2 separate regions of the Mus musculus genome follow, and region 1 is linked to region 2. Evidence: chromatin contacts called from public Hi-C data. All regions are on one chromosome and are shown on one strand. The core of a region is the stretch at or near the end of the contact, and the rest is flanking DNA. Distances in the headings are between cores, read along the strand shown.

Region 1 (2,867 bases), core at 204-2,703, 4.5 Mb before region 2:
CACAGTCTCCTCTGTCAGTTACTTCAGAGCACTGCCTGGTGGCACTGGGTAAATGGCAGTGGCTAGATAAGGAGCAAGGAGACGCCTAATGACAACGTCTTTCTCCCTTGCCAGCCCTCCCTTCACCAGAGCTAGGCTATCAAGGATCAGCCTTGTATGGGCCTCAACAAGGCCCAGACCCCCAGTGGTCTGTCTGATAACACTTACCCAAAGGCTAACACTGAGAACTGTCTCCCATGTGTGCGTACGTGTGTGTGCGTGTGTGTGTGTGTGTGTGTGTGTGTGTGTGTGTGTGTGTAGGTTGGGGGGAGCTGGGGGGAGGACGATATCACACTAGCTCAGGTTTCAGGGGTACAGACCCCCCATCTACCTCCATCACATCCAGGGGTCCAGACCCAGCCTTCTTCTCTTAGACCTTAAGAAGTGTAAGACCTCAGTTCTCCTCCCTTAGACCCAGGAGTCCAGACCAGCTCTCTTCTCCCACACCCAGGGGTGCAGACCCCAACCTTTCTCCCTCACACCCCAGCTCTCCTCTCTTCTTCACACCCCGGGGTGGAAGATGCCAGCCTTCCTCCCTCATGCCCAGGAGTATAAGATCTCCTAGCTTTGCTCTCTAACACTCAGGGGTGTAAGACCCCAGTCCCCTTCCCTCACACTCAGGGGTGCAGACTCCAGCTCTCTTCCCTCAGATCCAGGGGATCAGACCCCAGCCCTCCTCCCTCAGACCCAGGGGTCCAGACCCTAGCCCTCCTCCCTCAGACCCAGGGGATCAGACCCCAGCCCTCCTCCCTCAGACCCAGGGGTCCAGACCCCAGCCCTCCTCCCTCACACCCAGGGGTGCAGACCCCAGCCCTCCTCCCTCACACCCAGGGGTGCAGACCCCAGCTCTCTTCCCTCAGACCCAGGGGTGCAGACCCCAGCCCTCTTCCCTCAGACCCAGGGGTGCAGACCCCAGCCCTCCTCCCTCACACCCAGGGGTGCAGACCCCAGCTCTCTTCCCTCAGACCCAGGGGTGCAGACCCCAGCCCTCCTCCCTCAGACCCAGGGGTGCAGACCCCAGCCCTCCTCCCTCACACCAGGCTCCCCGTCCCTTCCCTGCTCGGTGGAAGGCCCCACTCACCTTGCAGCCCAGGAACCACAACATCTCAGCGTGCAGAACCATGAGTCCGATGCCAGTTCCCGCCAGCACCAACGCCCAGCCGGCCACCCTCTTCTCCTGCTCCAGCAGGCGCTTTCTCCGTCTCAGGGCCCCCAGGCCAGTCACCAGCTCCCCGCCCATGGCCCCTGAGGTCTTGGGGCTCAGCCAGCTTCCTGCCCAGGGTCCCCCACCTCTCAGTACGCAAATGGCAGCCAGCTTGGCTTCCAGGCCAGCGGCCTGTTCTGCTCACTCTGGGACTTTTGCTGGAAGGCACAGCCTAGCCCTGTGCCCTCTGGGGAGTGGTAACTGCAGCAGGCAGGGCAGGGCGGGGAGGGACGGGGAGGTCCCTGGGTAGGGGGAGGCTGGCTATCCCATTCCCTTCTAAGACTAAGGAGGGGCTGGGGTGTGTCTTGTGGTCCCGGGCAAGGAAGAAGAGTTCATCCACGTGGGCAAAGACACACTGACACAATAGGTTGTGACTCTCCAACCGTTTGCACTCTGTGGTACACACCTAAAACCCCCACCACACCCAGACACCACAGAGCACCCTATGACAGACCGGAGACGGAGCCCAACACACCAGCACACACCACACAACCTCCACAGAAGTGACTCACACTCCTGAAAGTTCAGAAACCCACAGCCACACCCAGACACCACACACACACATGGTGTGACACACGCCAGCACTTAGCAGGGCAGCAGCGTCCCATTGCACACGGGGCCACCCAAAGGTTGAGCTCACGCAGTCACACATTCAAAGTGGGGCGGGGGAGGGGCTGGAAAGTCAGGCACAGCGAGTGAAAGTGAGCGCTCCTCTCCAGAGGAGTATAACTTCCGTTTCTAGCACCTACTTGCTGGGTGGGTGGCTTGAAACCACCTGTAACTTCAACTCCAGGAGATGACGCCCTTTTCCTGGTTTTTGGGAGCCCCTGACACATGTGGCTGATATTCACATACATGCATGCGCATAAAAAAAAATAAATCTTAAATGATAATTTTTAAGTGGGACCAGGGATGGAGTGCAGCTGTTAGTGGGCTCCTTTGAATCACAGACTCTCTGAGGTAGATCCCAGCATGGCATAAAGTGGGCAATGGTGCATGCCTGACTCTTGGTACTAGGAAACTGGGGCCAGGAGGATCAGCAGGTCTCAATCATTGTCAACTATGAGTTCAAGGTCTGCCTGGGCCACATGAGACCCTGTTTCCAAAACCAAAACCAAGTAAAACACTATAATATTCTACGATACAAAGAGCTAAGCATCAACGACCACACGGGACATGTACCAGGAGCCACACAAATACACAGCAGGTCTGAGCACACCAATTTGTAAGAATCACCAGGCACAACACACATGCGTCAACAGACACACAAGGGGGTGTGAATGTGAAACACAGAGAGATGCCCCATATGTGTAAACACCTGTGGTGGCAGACACTGTCATCCAGCGCCCAGAAAACAGGAAATGCACACTAGCTCACATCATTGTGTGTGGGACTCACACACACACACACACACACACACACCTGACATTGATCCTGACATACACTGGTGCACTTGACACTCTGCATACCTTAGCACAGAGAACAGTCAATGGAAGTGTGCAAGCAACGCCTACCCAGCGTTGGACATTCTAGGACATTCTAGCCACACAGGACACAGTCCAGGATGATATGAACCCTTTGGAGGGGATGGGGTTGGATTCGGACCCACAAGAACACCAACGTC
Region 2 (2,718 bases), core at 146-2,645:
TAAGTGAGGCCTGCTGGTCCAAACTCTTAACTCTCCCTATCTACACTTGCATCTCTCAGGATCTGTCTCCAAATCTCCTCTCTCTCTCTGCATCTGGGATTCATTGGCGTTTCGTTCTTTGAGGCCTCTGGCTGGGTGCAGGGACCTGGCAAGGAGACACATTCAGAGCTCTCCTGCACCCCTAGCTATCCTGTGCCCTGCGAGTTAGGAGGCATGAGGAAGGCAGAGGGTGGCTACTTTCTGCCAAGAACCAGTCTCTGCCTTGGGCTGGGCTTTTCTCTCGCACAAAGAGTGAGTCTGGGCTCACCCTGATGGTGCAGACCTGCATCCCACCTCAGACAGGAAGATTCAGGTTCTAAGCCATCCTGGGCTACAGAACAAAGGCAAAGCCAGTCCGAACAGCTTAGTCTTAAAACGGAACGCAAAGAGGGCTGGGAGATCGCTCAAGTGCACAAGCTCCTAGGCTCCAGCATTGCAAAAAGGAAACGGCTCAGAGGGAGAAGTGCATGGCCAAGGTCACCCAAGAGGAAGTAGGACTCAGGATTCAGACCCATGCCCTAGCAACCCTGTGGCCTCTAAGGACTTCAGAGTTGGCACTAAGGGAGATGGCTGAAAGAGTCAGAAATACTAAAGGAAAGATGGGACCAGTGGGAGGGGAAGGTGCTCACAAAAGTAGAAGCGATCGCCAGACACAGCCAAGAGATTCAGAGATGGGGGATTTGGGGGAGGGGCTTAGAAGTATGGATCCCTAGCACGCAGGAGCCTCCCCCCCCCCCCACCAGCCAACAGAAACGTTTGCCGGTTATGGTGTCCCAGGCGAGATGGGAGGTAGAGGAGGGAGGATCAGGAGTTCAAGGTCATCTTCCGCTACACAGCAAATTTAAGGCTAGCCTTCGATCCATGGTCCAAGAAAAAAAGAAAGGAAGGAAGGAAGGAAGGCAGGCTGGCTGGCTGGAAAGATAGATAGATAGATAGATAGATAGATAGATAGATAGATAGATAGATAGATAGATAGACAGACAGACAAATAGATCAAGGCACAGTAGTGCAAGTGTCATTTCAGCACTCAGGAGGTTGAAACAGGAGGAACAGAAGTTCAAGACCACCCTCTACTACATAGTGAGTTCGAGACTAGCCTGGGCTACAGGAGCTCCAGTCTAACAAAGCGAGAGACAGACAGAAGATGTGAGAATCTCAAGGACTCAGACCCAGACAGAGCTCCCGGCCAGAGGCACAATGAGCAGAGTGGCGGGTGGGGACCAGGAGCTCCGCCTCCGAGACGCGGGTCCAGGAAACCCCTGGGGCGGACGGGTGGCCCCGGGGGCCCGGGGGCGGGGAGGCGGGAGGCGGGCGCCGCCCCGACTGACAAAAGTCCCTTCAGTTCAGTCGGCGGCAGGGGAAGTCCCGCTGCCCGGCGAGACCGCCTTCCCGTGCCGAGCTCGCCGCACGCCCCGGCGTCTCCGGGCGGCCCGATGCCCCGATGCCCCGCGGGGGCCATGGACGAGGGGCCCGTGGACCTGCGCACCCGGCCCAAGGGCACCCCGGGCGCCGCGCTGCCACTCCGCAAACGCCCGCTGCGCCCCGCGTCCCCAGAGCCCGCAACCACGCGCAGCCCCGCTGGACCCCTGGACGCCCTGCGCAGCGGCTGCGACGTCCCGGTTGTCCCTGGGCCCCCCCACTGTGTGGCCAGGCCGGAGGCCCTTTACTACCAGGGTGAGTGGCCTCCCCCATGAAAGTCAGGGCCGGGTGGGGGCCACCTAAGGTCAGCAGAACACAGGACACAAATAGTTGGGGTTCCTGGTAGCTGGGACTCCAGGGTGCAAGTTGATGACCCAAAGACAGCTAGGAAAGAGGTTGAGAGGCCCTGGAGCTCAGCCATGGGCGTGCCAAGAAGTTCACCCAGGCAGGTGCCCAAGGGTCAAATGGCCTTGGGGAATGGGGGTCAGAAGACAGCGTCCAGTGTCGCAGATATGGGATCCCAAGACACTCCAGAGACGCAGAATATCTGGTTGGGAGAGACCAGATGTTCAGAACTATGAATAATCGTCACTCGGACCTTGGAAACTGGGGTTCTGGTAAGCAGATATGGGGAGATGAATAGAAATGGACCCAGGATCCAAGGAGGCTGATACGGTAGGTTAAAATCCTGGGAACCGAGGTCTTAGGGCGATAGTGACTGCATTCTGCAGGCTAGTTGTGAGCACTCACAAGTGTCCCTGGGTCAGGTGGCCCTAGGGGCAGGCTTGGGGACTGAGGGTTCTAAGAGAGGGAACACAAGGAATTTAGAAACTGAAGGGCTTCGGTCCAAGGAGAGGGATTCGGGGACCTGGGAAGGGGGGACTTTAGAAAGGGAACCCCAGAGCTGGTCAGACAGCAAGAAACCGGATACCTTTCTCTTCAACTTTTATATCCAGGAAGGGACATCCACCTGCAGTAGGCACATTACTATCTGCTAAATACCCCAGCGCTGCTGAGGTCTCTGGGCCCTCCAGGTTCTTCAGCTACTACCTATCATGCTCCAGCAGGAGGACACTATGTAACAAGAGACCTTCTCCATCTGATGAGAACCCTGCCCTCCATTTCCCCATCTGTGCAATGACCCTTCCCAACGTTGTCATCCAAAAGGGTTCTAAAGGACAAGTTTTCTGACAGCCCCAACTCCCCAGATCCCCTACACCCAGATATTAGCTTGTCATTTATTCCTTCAGCTAATTACTC

Evidence for each region. A called contact is a pair of places that touch in the nucleus more often than the background predicts.
Region 1: a Hi-C map of Th1 cells shows a contact between it and region 2, with 5 times the contacts expected there. The contact joins the promoter of Kcnn4 here to the promoter of Bcl3 in region 2. A contact is called at or near these places in 3 of 39 promoter capture datasets (cranial neural crest, frontonasal cranial neural crest and maxillary cranial neural crest) and 1 of 484 Hi-C or Micro-C datasets (Th1 cells).

Annotation. Positions count from the first base shown.
Region 1 is chr7:24,368,849-24,371,715 of GRCm38.p6, reverse strand. It overlaps Kcnn4 (potassium intermediate/small conductance calcium-activated channel, subfamily N, member 4), which reads right to left and starts at 1,453. Exons shown (of 9, transcript NM_008433.4): 1 at 1,121-1,453. The coding sequence starts at 1,279.
Region 2 is chr7:19,821,432-19,824,149 of GRCm38.p6, reverse strand. It overlaps Bcl3 (B cell leukemia/lymphoma 3), which reads left to right and starts at 1,395. Exons shown (of 9, transcript NM_033601.3): 1 at 1,395-1,713. The coding sequence starts at 1,473.